Regions from separate parts of the Mus musculus genome. Here regions 1 and 3 are each linked to region 2. A link is a contact called in public ChIA-PET and promoter capture Hi-C data. All regions are on one chromosome and are shown on one strand. The core of a region is the stretch at or near the end of the contact, and the rest is flanking DNA. Distances in the headings are between cores, read along the strand shown.

Region 1 (2,800 bases), core at 249-2,748, 270 kb before region 2:
GTCAGATGTCATTTTGTTGCAACCAGACTTGGAGCCAGTTTTGTGATTTCCCTCCCCACCCCCCGCCCCAAGGTGGGACCGAACCCAGGGTTTCCCTATTCCAATCCAATACTCTACTCCAGGCAAATAGCGGACACATGCTTTAAGAGCCTAGTTATGCAGAGATCTGAGGGCAGGATGCTCAGCTGGAAAGGGCTGTAACCTAAGCTTACTATCATCTGATTCTCCACTTACTTTCCACTGTTACAGTGCACAGCCAGGAAAGGAAAGGAAAGGAATGGTAAATAAAGTGTTGGGCCTTTTCCAATCTTAAAACACGATGAGCCATATTTGGTTACACCCAAGTAACAACAACATGCACTGGTTAAAAACAGTCTTCCCAGGATTTAGTGTCACTCTGGAGTTCTCATAAGAGTTTTGGAAGTTTATTACAAGCCAGAATATCACAGGAGATAACAATAAACTTACAATGACTATAGCTAAGGATGGAGGGCAGGGCCTCCGGATCCACAGCTAGCTGGCTGACTCTCCTCCAGAGCCATCCACTACCTAGCAACAGAGGACCAGTCAGTCACTCAGACCTCTGCGAGGCCGTCTGATCACCATTTCTTTCCCCACCAGGTAACTGTTCTGGCAGGGTCAAGGGGGAAATTGCAAAATATTATCTGAACTACTCCGGGTACGCCTTTATTTTTCTAGTTCCCCTCCAATCTGTCAAGTACCCCGGAAATAGAAACTTTCATCTCCTCCAAGCTTACGGGAGGAAACTAAGTTTCAGATCCCAGGCTGGCTTGGTGGACTTTCTCTGTCCACACGGACTGGCGCTGCCCCGTTCTCCTCTCAAGTCCGGACAACTTCCCGGAACTCTCCTCACCTTTATTATCTTGTCCTTTTGTTCTCTGCATCGCCGCAGGCCAGGATATGCGGGTGGACACCACCCAGCCCGGGAAAGGAAACACAAAGTTACTATCCGAAAAGAACGCTACCCGGAGGGCGACCCGACCCCGACCGGGCCTCCAGATCTCCCACACTTTGATCACAGCCAAGCCCAGCGACCCCGCCATTGGACCCCAGAACCGTGGCCCGGCCTGGTATTCAGATCTTCGACCCGGCCTCCCTGTTCCCAGTCCGGACCCCGCACCCTAACCCCAGCTCAGCCTCCAGGTCCCCGGCGCGGCCCAGACCGCAACCTGTCTTGCCCTGTCCACGGCCTGCTCTCGTGACCGTGGTCCCGAGACGCCCCTACCTGGGGGTCCACGCTGGTGGCCGACATGCTTCATGAACAGCGCGGCGCGGGACCCGGGCGCCGCCGGCTCGGGCCTCCCACGAGGCCGGGCCTGTCACGCCGCGCGCGGCCCCGTGCCCCGCCGCCAACTCCGCGGGTGCGGCCGGGCGCGGCGGCAGCTGTAGGCACGCGGGCCGGAACAGCGGGAAGCAGCGGAAGGTAGCGGACAGGCTGAGGGGGCGCCGACTCCAATGGCGGCCGCGGCGGCTGGGACGAAGCTACGCGACGTCAGCGCGCGGGGCAGGCCGGGAGCGCCGTCGAGTCGCCACCATTGCGCCTGCGCACCGTCGCTCCTCGCCCAGGATTTCGCGCTTGGGACTCAGTCTCGCGCTGGAGGGGCGGGACCGGACCGGATGGGGCGGGGCGACTCGAGAGTCACGTGGGGCTCCTGGGGCGGCGCCTATTGGGGAGACGGTGTGAGGTTGTAGTTTAGCTACACCTGTCCCAGAGTTTTGTGGCTGCTGGGCTGGCCTCCTAGCCTGCCCCGTGACAATATGAACCTGACAGGAGTGTGCCAGAATAACCAGTATTCGCGTTAGATTCTGTACCTGATTCCATCACCCAGGGTAAAAACAAGAGGACTTTGAGGAAAGCTAGACGGCCCCCTTTGGGTTCCACGTGGGGAAAGTTCATCCGTCAAAGAGTCTCCAACAAAGAACTCACCCCATTAGCCATTTAGCCATTCACTTTCAGGCAAGCTCTTTGCTCAGTGAACCTGCTACCACACACAGACTCCTCCTCCCTGTTCCCGTCGTTAAAAAAAGTTTTATTTGAGGTTTAGAGCAATGGCTCAGTGCTCAAGACTACTTGCTGTTCTTACAAAGGACCTGGGGCTAGTTCCAACACCCACATGATGGCTTACAATTCTCCAGTCTCAGGGGTTCCAGAACTCTTTTTCTGGCATTGAATGCACGTGATGCATATATAGACAAGCAGGCACACACACACACACATAAAATAAAACAAATCTTTTGAATGTAATTTTAAAAAGATTTATTAATTTTAATCTTATGTGTATGAGTGTTTTGCCTGCATGTATGTCTATGCACTGCATGTGTGCCTGGTGCTCAAGGAGGCCAGAGGAGGGTGTCAGATACCCCAGAACTGGAGTTATAGATGGTTCAGACCCCAAAGTGGATGCTGAGAATTGAACCTAGATTCTCTAAAAGAGCAGTAAATGCTCTTATACCTTGACCCTGAGCCATCTCTCCAGCCCCTTTAAAATAAATGTTATTTGTATGAGTGTTTTGCTTGCATGTATATATGTGCACTATAGGTGCACTTGGTGAATGTGAAGGGTCAGAAAAGGTGTCTGATAGCCTGGAACTGGAATAACAGGCAAATTTGTGACCTATCATGTGATTGCAAGAACATTGCTAGGGACCAAACCCCAGATGCATCCACACATCCCTTCTGGGGCATGTTTGGTCCCTGGATTTGTTGTAGTAAATGTCCTAGCTTCTGATGCACATCATCAATAGGAGGACACCAGAGCGAGGCACATGCAGGTGGATC
Region 2 (3,003 bases), core at 190-2,689:
ACATCCCCACAGCAGCCTCCCTTTCTCCTTCTCCCTGACCTTGCCCATCTCCCATCTTCCCCAGATCCATTGTTCCTCTCTTTCCCTTCAGAAAAGAGCAGGCATAAGAAGATGCAATAGAACTAGGCATATATCCTTTACTTTCTTTTCAGAGGGAATTTTCACTACAGGAAATAGCTAATAACCACTGGAGATGCCCATGTACTTGACCAGGACAGTTCAGGGTAAGTCATAGAATCTGAAGTACATAACACTATGAAGACAGAAGTCTCACCCTCCTGGTGTCACCAGGACGGTCCTTATCAGTGGCCTTACTCACTTGTACTGCTGTCATGTCAACTGCCCCCACCTCTTTTTCATTACACCTTACCCATCTCCTTTATGATCTCTAAACCAGCACCCCTACTGGACCATTTCTTGTCTGGTTTTCCCGAGCCTGGATCAATGCTTGCACAGAGTAGGTCTCAACAAATCCAAGCAAAGGGTCCCAGCCAAGCAGCCTTGAGACTTCGGCGACACAAGAGCCTCCTCCTGGGATCCTACTAGCCTCAGCCTAGTCGGTTCTCCCTGAGCCTCCAATGAAGTCCAGCATCTTTGGTTATAGGAGAAGCATGCTGCACGAAGCTGGCTCATGATCCTCTCGGTCTGACAGAACACAGGCTGCTGAGGAAGGGAAGGGTGGGCAGGGCATGCTGGCCAGCCCTAACTTGATTCCCCCCAAACATGAGTCTCCGACCAACAATGGAAGCTACTAGAGACTGTCTCTGTTAGAGCTCTCTCTGACCCCAAGGCTTCGTCTGTCTTCCATCACTCCTCTCCAAACAGAACACAGGTTGGGAATGATGAACAACAATGCGAGTCAGGACTTGAAAGACAGACAGCTCCTCAGCTTACCAAGGGCAGGCTATTCCCTACAGGACCGCTTGGGGGCTCCAGGCACCATCCAGTGAGCCCAGAAAACAGAGATTGCGATGGTAGGGAGGTGCGCGGCAACAGCTTGTGCTTACTTATGTTAAACAGATCCACTCAGTCAAGGGTCGGAGTGAGGTACGTGGAAAATAAAGCCTGCGGGGACCAGCGAAAGCAGCGGGCAGCCCCAAGTAAAGGGAACAAGAACACCAAACAGGCTGTACTACATGAGACCACATCCGAGAGGGTGGCACAGACTGAGGGGCACATGAGATTCTTTAACCTCTTCTATCCGGGTTCGAGTCCGAACCAGGCAGGAAAAAAGCAGCAGAGCTGGTTTCGACTGGAGCGAAACCACAGATGTTTGATCAAGGAGGTTAGGGCCAATGTGGAACTTTGCAGAACCTAGCATTGCAGAAGGTAGGGTGGATTCTTGCTCCGCTCGGGGTGGAGTCTAATAGGGAAGGGCGGGACCACTTCGTGCTACTTCTGGTCTATCAGGGGAGCTCAAAAGTCTCATGGGTGGGCCCGCTGTGAAGCGGGAGGGGCTTTGACGCGCGCCCCGCCTCCCAGTGGTGCGTCTTTTGCGGTGCAGGAAAGCTACTAAGTACGCGCGTGCGCATAGCGCGCGTGGGTCCTAAAGTGGTGTTTCGTGGGTTATCTTTGCAAATGGGCTCCGCGGCCTAGCGCCCTGGTGGCCTAAAAACGAAGCCTGCAAGGAAGGGGTTCTCCGCCGAGGTGAGGGCAGTGACGAAGGCAGCCGGCGGTGGGGTGGGGGAGGCGCGTCTTCTTGGGGCCAGGAGCAGACAAAGCCCCTTTGTCTCACCACGCAGCCGGACCGGGCTGGTTGGAGCCGCTTGGAAACCTGGCACTGTCAGGACCCGGGAGACTCGGGGAACCCTCCGGTGTGCGGTGACCAGGGCCCACATTCTGCTCTCGTCTCCGCAGCGCCTCGGTCCTGAAGCATGGCAGCCATCCCTTCCAGCGGCTCGCTCGTGGCTACCCATGACTACTATCGGCGTAAGTAGCCCCTCGCCAGCCCCGCCCAGGGCTGGCCCAGGGCCCTGTGGCTGACCCGCCTCCCCTTCCCAGGACGCCTGGGCTCCTCGTCCAGCAGCAGCTCCGGCGGAAGTGCCGAGTACCCTGGGGACGCCGTGCTCCAGTCCCCGGGTAAGTGCAGAACCAGCCAGCGGAAGGGCAGAGTTCACGTCCTAAGGCGGAGTGGGGTGGGGGATGGGTAGCGTGGAGAAGGACTTGACCCCATCGTGACCCTCCTTTGCTCCTCAGGTCTTCCCAAAGCCGACCCGGGCCACTGGTGGGCCAGCTTCTTTTTCGGGAAATCCACACTCCCGTTCATGACTACAGTGTTGGAGTCTCCTGAGCGGTGAGTCCATCTTCCATGTGGTTGTGGGGGTGGCCCCAATTAAAGCAAATGCCGACCCAGTGACCTATGCTCTCCTTACAGCTCGGCAGAATCCCCCCAGGTCTCCAGAAGCCCGATGACCTGTGGCCTGACTCCTGAAACCATGAAGCAGCAGCCAGTCATCCATTCTGGCCAGACCAACCCCAGGGACCTTTCCTGACCTATCAGAATCTGCAGCCTGCCCAAGCTGAAGTGGTGCTAGGCCAGTGCCTACCCTCTCGACCCTCCCTGTAAACTAGGAAGGCTGAACAAGAGAAACCAGTAGAAGCTGGAGAGAGCCCCCTCTTGGTTCACAGCACTGAACTTTCCTGACCCCATAACTGTGTCTTGGCACAAAGCAGAAAATAAACTCACAGCAGCCACCCTCCCCTGGTATGTTTGAAACATTACTGAATCCAGCCTTGCTTCCTGCTGGATGCTATACTGCTCCCAGGCTTTCCTGACAGCTCCTTGAGACCCTTCCCAGTGATACCCCTGCATCTGGTGAGATACCCTCTCAAGTGGGCCTGGCCCCAGGTAGACAGTCCAGGGGAAGCTGGGCCTCTGGCTGAGTTTGGGAGCTCTCAGTTCCTACACAGGAACCTGGTGGGTGATCTTGGGTCAGGCCCTCCCCACTACTTGCTGCACGGCTGGTTCCCCAAGGTTGGGGATACTAGCTCAGACTGAAAGAG
Region 3 (3,188 bases), core at 53-2,552, 490 kb before region 2:
TTAGTTGGGGCTTGAGCATAAGAAACAGATTCTACAACACGGATCACTATGTAAGGATCTAAGTGCAACATGAATCTTTGCTCTTCTGGGTTAAACCGAAGTCACCTAGTATCGAAGGGCAGATGTGTAACATGGTAAAACATGCTGTGCTGACAGAAGTGTACAGCCTGGCACAGACAGTACTCATATGCTGAAGAGAAATCATTACTTGAGGTGCTCAGCACTGACTGAATTAAGACTCTTTAGCCTATTAAGACAATACCTACCAGAAGAGGTACAGAGAGCTTTTCTGACAGTAGAAAACTTCTGCGAACGACAGAAGGCAGGAAGACATCCCACCTCGCCTTCAAGACCTACCTGAGCTCTCCTCAGGTCCCCTAGCACACGTTCTCAACAAGCTATTATGATGCTACACATGCACTGATTGGCAGGAGGAAAGTGCTGGTCATGAGTGCTGGCAGGGGTCATCAATTACACAATCTTTTTTGTGTGCTGTTTGTCATCCTTACACAACTGAGTTTGCCTGACAAGTGTAACAAGGAGCATCCTTTTGTGGAAAATCAAATATACACAACATTCCCAATCAAACCCAGGGCCTCTTACTCAAGAGTCACTGTTGAGATCAATCTACATTAACACACACCTGGCCACCAACACTGGCAAGAGGCAATGAGCGCCCAGACAACGCCCAGGCCCTACACAGGGCTGAGGCTGGATCTTCCCCGAAGTCCCCCATGAGATATCTGCTCGTACACCCGCAAATTCGCGCCCAGGCCCAGTCACGTCCTACCACGAATGCCCTACCGCAAGTGTCGAGAACCTGCGGCCTCGGGAGGCTGGGCCCCTAACTCCGACTCAGAATCAAGGGCTCCACAGCCTCCCAGACCCAGACCATCTTGGACTACACAAGACAACCGGTGATTTCGGCAGAAACCAGACGCAGACCGCCCGCCCGGCCGGCCGGCCTCGCGCGCTCCACCGCGATCCCTCAGCCCGGGGCCGGAAAGGGCCCCGCGGGCCGCGACGCCATTTTCTCGGCGCCATCGGCGCCGCTCGCTGGAACTAGGCTGCCGGCATGGCGCCGCTCCACCTTGTCCGGAGTCCAAGTGCCGTTCGGGTCCACACGGCTTCCGCCCTCCTTCACAGTACAGAGTCACTTACCCCGGCCGCCGGGATCCCGCAGCCATTTCCAGAGCTACCACGGATATAGAGCAGAGACCAGCGAGACTACCGTCCTAGAGTGGTAGGCCGCGCGGCAAGCGGAAGAAATCGACCGGCCACCGAGCTACGGCGAGGCTAGAGCGGCTGTGCCGCCCTTCTTGCACGCATGCGCCACCCGGGTTCCCCGGAGCGCCAGCCTGGTTGGCCGGGCACGCTTGACAGATTCCCGCGTCCCGAACTAAGGGGCTAAGCTGGGAGCCAATGCCACTAAAAGGTTCCTCCAGCTATCCTTGAACAGCACCCGGCCCAGCATTCCAAAAGCTTAAACTCTGTGTCTGCAGGGACTGGTGCTTCGGAACAAACCAGCACCGGATTCCGGTGGGAAGGAGCCAGGAAAACCTCAAAGCCCTGCAGCTCTCGCCTATGGCAGGGCGTGTGCAGAGCGGGGAGGGGCGCCAGCCCTACAGGGACTCACTCCCTCATACTATCCTTTACTCCTTGCCCCGTCCATTTCTTCCTAAAAATGGACCAGGAGCCAAAGTCCAGGCATTCGTGCCTACAAGGGCCCCACCCCCAGTCCCCTCACGAAGGCATTTAAGAATTTCCCCCCCTAGCGCTAACTACAGTGATATTCCTTCACTGTCCCCCATATTACTTAAGGAAACCAGAAAGAGGTCGCAACGTGAACACTAGCCACATTGCTCTGAGGGCAGTTAATGCCGGGATAGACGCTCAGCTTTGCCCCATACAACCAGCTTCTTATTTATGTAAGCACACAGACACAACGCTAGGAAGCCATTCTTCTGGACTCTAACTTCGGCTTCCTGTAACAAACATGTGCTCCGGTCTAGTAAGGCCTCTCTCACATTGTAGAGGCCTCCAATGCTCCATTCAGAAGCCCAGGTCTTGAGTAGTTTTCTTTCTAACATTTCCCAAGATTACATGACAGCTCATGGGGCTTCCTTCAGTACAGTAGAAGGCTGCTTCTGCTTCCCTTGGTGAGATCCTTCAATACCACCTTTCAGATTCTAGTCAAGGAGGAGCCTACCCTGATTACTCAACTCTGCCCTTGAAATAAGTTCCCAGCATCCACAAGCGGCCAAACAACTCCAGTTCTGGGGATCCAGTGCCCTCCTCAGGCATCAGGCACCCACTGCATGTACACATACATAAAAGCAGACCATTCATACACATTAAATAAACATTTTTAAATATAAAAAACTAAAACCCAACATTTAACTTACAGTTCATTTTATTATGTGCAGTGCTGGAGATGGAACCCAGAGCCACCCTAGGGCCATGCTAGGCATGGAGTAATCTGTAACAGCTAACTTTAGATAAAATGCGTTTACTTGCACAGCACTGAAGAATCCGATAACAAATCACCAGCTGCTTTGCACGGAGGGCAATAGAGTAAAGCACCAGTCTTCGATTTCACTTTAAAAACAGCAGGGTCCAATTTGCAGCAGATCTTTATCTGGCAGTGCTACATCCATACACAGCTGAGACCCAACACCAACCATCACAATACCGAGAGCACAAGGTACTGGCAGCACAGAAAAAAGCCCAAAAAACCCCCAGCAATTTACAGACTTTGTAACCAGGTGTAGTGACCTCTGTATTACAAGCACTGAGGATGCTGAGGCAGGAAGATTTTGAGTTCCAGGACAGCTTTGGCTACAGAGTGAAATACTTAGAACAAAACAAAACAAAACAAAAACAAATAAAAACCAATCAAGACAGCCAGGGAAACACTGTGAGAAGTCTCAAAGGAAAAATAAAAAATAAAGAGTGCACATGTGTCACAAACTGATGAGTCGACAGAAGAACAGAATCTGTGCCAACCTGCCTATAGAAAGAGAGAGGTTGGGGCTAGAGAGATGGCTCAGCAGTTAAGAGAATTGGCTGCTCTTCCAGAGGTCCTGAGTTCAATTCCCAGCAACCACAACAATCTGTAATGGGATCTGATGACTTCTTCTGGTGTTCACGGAGATTTAGAAAAAAGTCAATGACCTTTCTTTTTTTCC

What was found. Promoter capture Hi-C pulls out the DNA fragments that hold promoters and counts their contacts. ChIA-PET counts read pairs in DNA pulled down with a chosen protein or histone mark.
Region 1: a promoter capture Hi-C map of pre-B cells shows a contact between it and region 2, with 7 times the contacts expected there. The contact joins the promoter of Ythdf1 here to the promoter of Ppdpf in region 2. A contact is called at or near these places in 4 of 39 promoter capture datasets (hematopoietic stem and progenitor cells, liver and pre-B cells), 3 of 484 Hi-C or Micro-C datasets (CD4 T cells, muscle stem cells and natural killer cells), 4 of 115 datasets of contacts at active chromatin or transcription factors (astrocytes, embryonic stem cells and memory CD8 T cells) and 1 of 9 other capture datasets (liver).
Region 3: a contact with region 2 is called in an RNA polymerase II ChIA-PET map of memory CD8 T cells, with 11 read pairs. The contact joins the promoter of Dido1 here to the promoter of Ppdpf in region 2. A contact is called at or near these places in 1 of 484 Hi-C or Micro-C datasets (B cells) and 1 of 115 datasets of contacts at active chromatin or transcription factors (memory CD8 T cells).

Annotation. Positions count from the first base shown.
Region 1 is chr2:180,919,438-180,922,237 of GRCm38.p6, forward strand. Ythdf1 (YTH N6-methyladenosine RNA binding protein 1) reads right to left here and starts at 1,499. Exons shown (of 5, transcript NM_173761.3): 1 at 1,247-1,499; 2 at 875-899. The coding sequence starts at 1,273.
Region 2 is chr2:181,185,808-181,188,810 of GRCm38.p6, forward strand. Ppdpf (pancreatic progenitor cell differentiation and proliferation factor) reads left to right here and starts at 1,440. Exons shown (of 5, transcript NM_001356427.1): 1 at 1,440-1,647; 2 at 1,858-1,929; 3 at 2,002-2,079; 4 at 2,197-2,293; 5 at 2,375-2,697. The coding sequence starts at 1,875. The coding sequence ends at 2,492.
Region 3 is chr2:180,700,800-180,703,987 of GRCm38.p6, forward strand. It overlaps Dido1 (death inducer-obliterator 1), which reads right to left and starts at 1,303. Exons shown (of 16, transcript NM_175551.4): 1 at 1,162-1,303.